Regions from separate parts of the Hordeum vulgare genome. Here region 1 is linked to region 2. A link is a contact called in public Hi-C data. All regions are on one chromosome and are shown on one strand. The core of a region is the stretch at or near the end of the contact, and the rest is flanking DNA. Distances in the headings are between cores, read along the strand shown.

Region 1 (5,358 bases), core at 23-2,522, 630 kb before region 2:
TAACTGCAGATTCAGAACTGATGGTTTTCACAAGCTCGACCAGCGAATGCGAATTAACCAAGCAGTGTCCAGTTGCTCAAACCACGGCACAACACTGCGACGCGGTTGTGCCGAAAAATGATCTCAATGTTTGCATGTGCGCTCAGCCACGGTGGCGGGGGATTTGAGGTTTGGGGAGCAGCGAACGAGAGCCACGACGTCCAAACTTTTCTTGACGAAAGCTATCGGGGCTGTATTTCCAGGAGCTCTTTATGGCTTTCTGACATGAGAGATCATCTATGTTACACTCGGGGTGAGCATTCAAATGCAGTCCACAAAATTTGAATCAAGCAGGATCAGTCTCATCAGTCTATATAACTCCAGGCACACATATGGCATCCAAATGCAGTCCACGAAATTTGGATGCTACTGGACGCCTAGCTGATTCTACTCTTGTTTGCACCGGCCATAGCCGTATGTGCATCATTCAAGCACATAGTAGAGCGCATCAACAACCAGCTCAGAAAATTATTGAATATATAGAGGAACTGCAAAATTGATCCATCAAGTGCAGCACAATGTGGCGCGATGTGAGTAGGCAGGTAACAAAATGTGGTTTCCGGTTCGATACAACCCGGCAGCCCCTCTCCGGCATTTCCACAAACACATGGCGTGCACGGTCATGGTTCAGAGGCATCTACACAAGCCAAGAACCCAGATCTCAAAGGGTAAACAGGGACGAAGAGGACGATGAGCAAGGCGCGCCGCCACGATCTGGACGGAGGCGAGGGAGCTACTTGTCCTCGGCGGCGGCGGCGGGGGTGGGGATGGGAGGGTGGGCGGCGAAGATGCGGCGGAGGTGGGGGGCGAACGCGCCCGAGGCGTCGGCACCGGCATCGCGTTCGAGCTCGCCCTGGAGCTCGCGCATGCGGTGGGTGATGTGCTCCTGCTCGAGGCTGAGCTCGGCGGCGTCGTTGGCGAGGTCGCGGACGCGATGCTTCTGGCTCAGGGACCGCAGGCTCATCATGAGGATGCCCGACATCAGCAGCAGCTGCAGGAACCCGTCCTTGCGCTTCGCCGCGCTCGCCAGCAGCCCCAGCGTCCGGCGACCCCCCTGCCCCGCTCCTCCGCCGCCGCCGGTCGGGGTGGTGGTGGTTGTGCCCGCCATCCTCGCGCGTGCTGCTTCTTTCGTGTGGGCTATCGGTGGATCCTCGCGCGACGCCGGAGAGGGCAAGAAATGGTTGTGTTTTGTATGGTACCAGTCCAGTGGGCCGCGGATGGTGTGCCTTTTAAGAGACCGCCGACCGAGCCGCTCCCGGGCCTTCCGGCTCGTCGTCGCGGCTAGAAAAGAAGAACTAGCAAAAGGACTCGAACCTTGCAATGGAAAAAAAAATCATAACCTTAAATGGACTATATTTTGTTGTATCACCGAGATACATTATCACTCTGAATTTCGTGAAATCATAAAAAAAATCGAAATCATGAACATTTTTTTTGAACTCGTGAGCATCTACATTTTTCAAATTCGTGAACAATGTTACAAAATTTTGAACATTTTCTTAAATCAAGAACATTTTACACTATTTGCAACAAAAATTCAGCCTTTCTTTAAACAATTTTCTTGAATCGGCAAACATTTCTAGAATCGAATTTTTTTTTTTTGGAAATTGATGGATATTTTGAAATTCATGAACATTTTTTTATTTAACAAACTTCCTGAAATGCATGATCATATTTTGAATCAGCGAACATTTTGTGAATGAGGCTGTGTTTGGTTGAGCTGCAAATTCTAAAAAAACTGCTATGAAAAAGCTGATGTGAAAAAGCTAGAAGCTGAAAAGTTGGGGTACCCCAGCTTTGAAATTTTCACTAGAAAAAAGCTACAGATTCTCAAAAGTTGCTTTGAACATTTACCCCTTTGGTTAGCTTTTAGATTTTCAAAGCAAAAGTCAGTAAAAAAAAGTTGAACTAAACTCAGCCTGAATAAACTATTATGTAAGTCACGAAGAGTTTTTGAATTTTACGATATTTTTACATTCTTGAATTATCGAATTGGTAAATTCCTTTTTAATTTCATTAACACTTCTTAATGCACAAACTTTTTAAGAAATCATGATTTTTTTCTTTACCAAACATTTTTTTTAGAATTTCAAACATTTTGTGAATAAGCAAATATTTTTTTACCAAATCACGTTTATGAATCCATAAACATTCTATGATTTGTTAAACATTTCATTTCAAAATACTCATTTCTTTTAGTTTATGGAATCTTTTGTAGGTCTCAAATTATTTAAAGTAGAAAAAAAACGGAAGACAAAAAGAAATGAAAAGCGAAATTTCAAAAAACAAACCGTCTCGACATGGAGACATGGACCGACCAAATGGGCACATTGCATCTTCTCCCGTGCGCAAACCGTAGTATAGCAGGTCGCTACTGCAATGGCCGGCGCAGGAAGGGGATTCCCATGTGTAAAATACATTTTAATCATTTATAAGTGGCATTGGAGAGTAATAGTTTGCAACTTTGAAGGTAATTTCCATATCGTACCGTCAGAAGCAATAACCCATTTATTATTCCTAGCAAAGTGTCCATGCGTTGTAACGAAAGAAAAAACATCATAATCTCAAATGGTCATGGTCATATTTAGTTGCGTCACCGAAATACATTAACGCTTCCAATTTTATGAAATCACGAACAATTTTTGAAGTTATGAACATTTTTTTAAACCCATGACCTTAGTTAAAAATCATGAATATGTTTTAAATTTGTGAACACTTATACAAATTGTCAAACATTTTCTAAAATAAAGAAAATTCTATAATATTTCGAAAAAAATGTATAAAAAAATTAAACAATTTTCTTGAATTGGCGAACATTTATCGAATGGACGAGTAGTTTACTGGAATTTGGTGGATCAATTTTGGAAATTCACGAATATTATTTGTTTTTTTGTTTTACAAACATCTTTTGAAATGTCCGCTCTTTTTTGTATTAGCGAAAATTTAAAGAATAAATAATACTGTTTAAGTCACGAACAATTTCTGAACATTTAGGATATTTTTCCATTCATGATTTTTTTAAAATTGGTGAATTTTTATTCAATTTCATTAAAAAAATACACTAACTTTTTAAAACATTTTATTTCAAACATTTTTAGAATAAGCAAACATTTTTTTTACAAAACCGTAACATTTTTAAGTCACAAACATTTTATGATTTATTAAACATTTAAACATTTTCTTTCAAAATTCGTATTTTTTATATTTTTGGTTCATTTTTGAAGCTTCAAATTATTTAAAGTAGAAAAAACCTAAAAAGAGAAAGAAAAGGGGAAAACAAAAAATAAAATTTAAAAAACAGGCACCTAGATATGTTCCGACCCAAATGGGCGCGCTGTGTCTTCTCCCAACGCGTAGAGCGTAGTAGATGAGGGTTTCCCCTGTGTGAAATGTTTTTGATCACTTACATGTTATACTGGTAGGCAATATTTTGCAACTTTGGGGGCAATTCTCTTGACGTACCGTCAGAAACATTAACCATTTTATTATTAGGTATAAATTTCCTAGTCATATTGAGTAGCCTCAATGTCGTCACGGCAGGAAGTTTTCAGAACTTTTCGCGAAATCATGGGGATACCATCGCATGCTTCCTGAAACTTTTCTTGAATGGCGTCCGTATGAGAGATACCTCGAGGAATTTTACACATTCAATTGTAGTCTTGGTGGTGGTTTGAAAGCCTACAAACTAGTATGTAATTCTGTAACGCCAAGATGCGATCATATCCTTATTTTGGTTTGATGGCCTCGTCAGGAATAAAAACGCATCTCGTCGTTTTGCAAAAATGGATATTGTTACAAGTACATGTACTGAAGAGATGAGTATATGAAATTGGCTTACACCCACAAGCTACATCAAGATCACATCAATACAATACCATACTCAATCACCATGTAGAAGAGCAGAGTCCGACTATGGACGAAAAAAACGATAAAAGAATGACGTCCATCTTTGCTATCCCACGCTGCCGGCCTGGAACCCATACTAGATCGATGAAGAAGAAGAAGAATAAACTCCAAATAGAACAATCATCACGCTCATGTCAAAGTATCGCTTTACCTGTACCTGCAACTGGTGTTGTAGTAATCTGTGAGCCACAAGGACTCATCAATCTCATTTACAAAGGTATCAAGACTAGCAAAGCTTGATGGGTGAGGTATGGTTAAGTGGTGAGGCTGCAACAAGCGGCTAAGCATTTATTTGAGGTGGCTAACTTACGAGTACAAGAATAAGAGGGGTATGATCTACGCATAATCAGACATGAACTAATAATGATCAAAAGAATGATCCTGAACACCTACTTACGTTAGACATAACCCCACGGTGTCCTCTTGTGGATACAGAACTCACGAGAAGAGACAATCATGGTTACACACACAGTTGGCAAGTTTTGAATTAAGTTTACTTCAATTTATCTAGAACCGGATGTTAAGCAAAGTTTCCAAGTTTGCCACATAACCGCGAGCACGACTTCTCGAAAGATTTAACCCTCCAGGGGTGCTCCAACTAGTCCATCACAAACTACCACAAGCTGCATAGAAACCCTCGACCCCGAATCTCGTGATCTCCTCGGATTCCTTAGTGGAAAACCTCAACTCTGAGACAACCCAAAGCATCCTTGAAATCACACGCACGAGACGCTCGAGAAAGGTAAAACAAGTCCAGCAAGGCCGCCCAGCGTGTCGACGACACCGATAGGAGCCGCGTATCTCATTGTGAGGACAAGAGCGATAAGCACAGCGTACGGTGGCCTGATAGAAATCTCCCGAGTTAACCCGGATTGGCCCCGCAAATGGCTCTAATTTGGACGAGCACCAGCAGCACTGACCCACCTCTAGTATGTTGAACTACTCCTCGGCTTCATGACACCCTATGCTTTTTAATGGTGTTCAATATTATTATGTTGGGAAAATATAGTACTAATGTTGGGCCTTTCCAGACGAGTTTTATCCCAAAATGAAGATCTAGGGGGTCCCCATAACAAGCTCAAGCATGTTAGGAGCGCTCATTTATGGAACATAACACCGGTAGCCAAAACTAAAGTGACAAAGGTGGAACAAAACACCAGGCTAAAAGGCCAAGCCTTCCACCTTTTACCAAGTATATAGGTGCATTAAATTAAATAGAAATAATATGGTTATATAACAAGGAACCCATGTTGACACAGGAAGCAACTGCACCTGCAACTAGCAATGCTATAAGTATTGGGTAACGTAGCATAAATTCAAAAAAATCCTACGCATATTCAGATCTTCCTATGGAGAGACCAGCAATGAGAGAGGGGTGAGTGCATCTTCATACCTTTGAAGATCGCTAAGCGG
Region 2 (5,116 bases), core at 2,287-4,786:
TCATCTGCAAACTCCAGCAACTTTCTCTCAATTTTTCTCCACTGCGAACCATCAACGGTACTCTCTTTGTGCCATTGCAACAACTTGACATGCTCTTTGTTTTGGAACAAACATTTCACTGTGTTATTATAGGAGCATACCACATCACCTTGGCAGGAATCCTCTTCCTGGGGCGCTTGCCCTCAACATCACCAGGGTCATCGCTGCTGAACTTATAGCGCAACGCACCGCATACCAGGCATGCATTCAAATTCGCGTACTCCTCACCGAGGTAGATGATGCAGTCATTAGGGCATTCATGTATCTTCTGCACCTCTAATCCTAGAGGGCAGACAACCTTTTTTGCTTCGTACATATTGTCGGGCAATTTGCTGTCATTTGGAAGCATCTTCTTTAACATTTTCAGCAACTTTTCAAATCTCTTGTCAGATACACCATTCTCTGCCTTCCATTGCAGCAATTCTAGTGTGGTACCCAGCTTTTTCTTGTCGTCTTCGCAATTTGGGTACAACATTTTTTTGTGATCCTCTAACATGCGTTGCAACTTCAACTTGTCCTTTTCACTTGCGTAGTTTCTCTTTGCATCAGCAATGGCCCAACCAAGATCATCAACAGGCTCATCTGATGCTTCTTCTTCAGCTTCTTCCTCCATTGTAGTACCATCTTATTCAAGGAACCTAGGATAGTTGTCATCATCCTCTTCTTCTTCATTCTCTTCCATTAGAACCCCTCTTTCTCCGTGCTTGGTATAACATTTATAGCCGGACATGAAGCCGGACGTAAACAGGTGGACGTGAAGGACTTTTGAGCTAGAGTAATTCATGTCATTCTTACAGACACCACACGGACAACACATAAAACCATACCGCTTGTTTGCATCAGCCGCACGCAGAAAACTATGCGCGTCGTTAATGAACTGGGAGAGCGTCGTTCATCGTACATCTATTGCCGGTTCATCTTCATTACACAACACCGAAAAGACTAAATTAGTACAAGTTCAGACATAAAGTTCGTACACACTTATTCTCATAAAACAACATACAACTATCTAGCTAAAGCATTTAAATGCAACAAGAAATGCGATCAGAATCGCAACTAAGGTAATAATTGATCCAACAGCATAATGATACCAAGCCTCTTTATTAAAGGCATATTTTCCAATCCTTTTAATCTTCAAGCGCATTGCATCCATCTTGATCTTGTGATCATCGATGACATCAACAACATACAACTCCAATTTCATCTTCGCTTCTTCATTTTTTTTAATTTTTTCTTTAAAATACTCGTTTTCTTTTTCAACTAAATTTAACTTCTCGACAAGAGGGTCGGTTGCAATTTCCAGTTCACATACCTCCTAGATAAAAATACATATGTCAACTTGATGGGCATAATTTTCATAAACATGAAATGCAACAAGTAGTTATAAAATATATTATATCACATTCGAATCATAAACCGGTCGAGAGCCAACGCGGATGGATATCAAAACCATGGCACTACATATAACAAACATTCATAGAAGTAAGAAAATTATACAAGAAACTATCTAAATCATACAAATAAGATTCTTTTTCAAAAAAAGGATAAGAACAAGAGCCTCACAAAGGTGGTGCCGGCGCGGGCGATCGACGGCGGTGAGGTCGGGGGACGGGAAGGCACTAAGTAAACCACACGTACACATATACAAACTAAGAAGTTAATTTGAGCTCAAATTGCATATTATCAAATAAACTCCCACATAATTACTTCAAAACTAAAATCCACAACTCACTACACTTATAGAGAATGAAACAAGCTAAACCAGCAATGAGAGGTGAAAGCATGAAGTTGCTAACCTTTTACAACCCTTGGATAGATGGGGTGCCTCAAATCTTGATAAATGTTGGCAAAAATGGAGGATGAGAGAAAACTGAGAGGATGAGCACGGGCTGGACGAAGGGGTTTATATAGGGACATCTTTAATCACGGTTGTTGATACAAACTGGGACTAAAGGTCCACCTCTAATCCCGATTGGTAATACCAACCGGGACGAAATGGGTTCACTGGGCCCCAACCTGCCACTAGCCTGCCACCACCTCTTTAGTCCCGGTTTGTAATACCAACCGGGACTAAAGGTCACAAATGAACCGGGACTAATCCTGGCCGTGCCCCCAGCCGCTCCCAGCCGTTGGAACCGGGACTAATGATCACATCAGTCCCGGTCCAAAACACAACCAGGACTAATGTTGCGCACGAAAGGCATGTTTTCTACTAGTGACTTTATATGAAATATTTAGAACTAATCCGGACTGGCGTTATTTTGAGCAAAATTACCGTGGTGTTGTTTTTTGTGCAGAAAATAAAAAAAATCGGAATCACGCGAAACTTTTTTATGTTTTTTTTCGGGAAAACAAGAAATACGAGAGTGAAGAAACACAAGAGGGGAGACACTTGTGGGCCACAAGCCAATAGGGCGTGCCCTCATGGCTTGTGGGGCCACGTGGCTATGTCTAGTGTGATTCCAACGCCAAAAACCCTATATATACAGAAACCCTTAGAAATAAACAAAGGACTCCTACTCCGCCGCGCAACTCTTTGTATCGACGAAAAACCCATATGGAGCCTTTCGAGTACCGTGTCGGGGGGGGGGGGTCATCTCCGGTAGCCATCTTCATCATCCCAGCGGAGGCCATGACGAGGAGGGAGTAGTTCACCCTCAGGGCTGAGGGTATGTACCAGTAGTATGTGTCCAGTCCCTCTCTCTCTCGTGTTCTTGAGATGTCCCGATCTTGATGTATCACGGGCTTTATTAATATAGTTGGATCATATGGTATTTTTTCCTTGCTATCTTGTTATGATGAATTGAATCTTTTCCTTTGAGATATCGTTATGATGGATTGAATATTAGATTTTAGAACACTTGATGTATGCCTTGAATGTGGATATACGTGGTGACAATGGGGTATTCTATTGATTCAGTTGATATATGTTATGACATCAACTTGCGAATTGTCATGATCTTGAGAATCTATACATAGGGATTGATTGTACGTTTTCATAGTAGTTTTTCCGATAGAAATCTTAGGATACTATTTAAAGTTCTTTGTGTTGTATTGAATATGGTAAATCTAAAATTGTTTGATACATGTCGTCCACGAATACTTGAGATAATATTAAAGTATCTATACGTGCACATGCTACATACGCTTCCCACGAATACTTGAGATAATATTAAAGTATTGTATCTTGAAGTAGATGACATTAAGGTTGATTGATACGTTGTTGGTTCGTAAAACATAGGCCCATTCAAGTAGGCGGTCCTACATGAAGCATGATTGGATTGTACTGTATTTCTATACGTACACACGCCACGTACGTTTTCCTCATCTTTATCCTAGGAGCCGCGTAGGATAGCTTTGACCCATCACCACTAAAATCATTTCTTTAATAAATGCGCTGACGAGAAACCCAATCCCGTGCCCGTGCAGAAACCGCAAAAAAAGGAGGCGCACAAGTTCACGGAACACACAAAAAAGAAAGAAATAATCAAATCCGCGACGAACCAGACGCCAAAGCGACCCATCTCCTCCATCTCCATCTTCTGTTCCCGTCCCCGTCTCCGCTACTCCCCTCCCCCTTGCGAGCGAGACAGCAGCGCAAACCCTCGCCCCCCCACCTGCCGCCGCCCCCGATTCTCCGCCCAGGTCCGTCCGGGCTTCCTCGCCGGAGGGTGGGAGGGAGGCGCGGCGTCCGGCCATGTGGCCCGGCTGCGGCGGCCGCTTCTACTGGGCGCCCGCGCCGCCGTCGGGGGCGAGGGGCGTCGTGGTCGTGTTCGCGTGGGTGTGGAGCGACGAGGCGCAGCTGCGCCCGTTCGTCGAGCTCTACGCCTCGCTCGGCTGGCGCTGCCTCGTCTGTCACCCCGACCTCGTATCGCTGTGAGTGGCGGCGCTACTTCTCCTTTCCCCCCCTCGCTCGCTCCCTGCCACTTGTTGCTTGTGCTAGCTGTTTGATTCGGGAGATCTGTTGCTCGTCTGTGCTTGTAGTGTAGAAGTGGCCGATTGCAGCTCTACGGCCTCGTGGAGTGTAATCATAGATGTGGCTAGGTTTAATTTTAGAGATTCTGACATTGGTCACTGATTTTGTAGCTGCGATTAGGTTTAGTTTGAGATTGCTCGCTAATTTTGCGTCTGCCTGAATCGTCAGGGACTACGCTTTATCCATTAGGTTTAGCTTGTCATGAAATTTTCTCTGGTGTTCAGCTAATTGATGAGTGGTGTTCGATCTGCCGCTCCTTTCATCACTGCGTGTTGCTTCTCTTAGTTCGAGAATCTCAATTTCTACTCTTGTATGTTCTGCATGGCTTATATTGTCGCTTTGTGCGCTTTTAGGTGAATATATCTACGTAGCTGCAGCATGCGAGTGGTTAGCGTCTTAGCGACCTTGCGTGTTCGGAGTTTGGTTAGGCTTTGAGATTTGGTAAAGCTATATTTATTGGACGATGATGGAAGGTTTTGCATGGTGGTTCCTGGATTTTTGCGCAATCGAGGTTGTGAAAAATTGAAGGAATCAATTTTGGGAAGTAAAATGAAACACACGAAGATTGAACCTTCTGAAACTAGTAGTATGTTGAACTAGCAAAAGGAGATAAAATAACGTGTGGATTGCTTCAGTATGTTAAGAATGTTCGGTACATCCACCCAGAGTTTTGTTGCCTAAACACAGTTTGTGCATCTGCAGGCTTGGTAGTCCTTTATGTAGTTTCTCCAGATACATCAGAGTATTTTTTTTTTGGATAACATTAGCAAATTAAGTGCATCAAATGAGATGTTGCTGAAGGCAGAGGGTCTTAATCAGCATCATTTGTTGCTGGTAGAGCTATAGGCTTCATTCAGCAGGGTATTTCACCTGAAATGACACGTGAGTGAGTAATATTGTAACACTAGCAATGGAGTTCCTTGCACTGTGCTTCATTTATCTTATACTTGAATGGTTATGGTGTAAACTTGCATATGGAGTCCTCTGCAGTCTGCACCCTTAGGTTACTATTTTTTACACCTGATGGCACTATACTGATTCTTTTCTTCTTCCAGGTATCTCTCTGAGAAAGCAGCAACATTGGCATGTGGTGTTATTAGT

What was found. Hi-C and Micro-C count contacts between places; a contact is called where the count stands out from the background.
Region 1: a contact with region 2 is called in a Hi-C map of leaf, with 5 times the contacts expected there. The contact joins the promoter of LOC123409117 here to the promoter of LOC123409091 in region 2. A contact is called at or near these places in 2 of 6 Hi-C or Micro-C datasets (leaf and seedling).

What each region holds. Positions count from the first base shown.
Region 1 is chr7H:78,693,898-78,699,255 of MorexV3_pseudomolecules_assembly, reverse strand. It overlaps LOC123409117, which reads right to left and starts at 1,272. Exons shown (of 1, transcript XM_045102099.1): 1 at 500-1,272. The coding sequence starts at 1,147. The coding sequence ends at 773.
Region 2 is chr7H:78,065,305-78,070,420 of MorexV3_pseudomolecules_assembly, reverse strand. It overlaps LOC123409091, which reads left to right and starts at 3,536. Exons shown (of 7, transcript XM_045102078.1): 1 at 3,536-3,915; 2 at 5,071-5,116. The coding sequence starts at 3,737.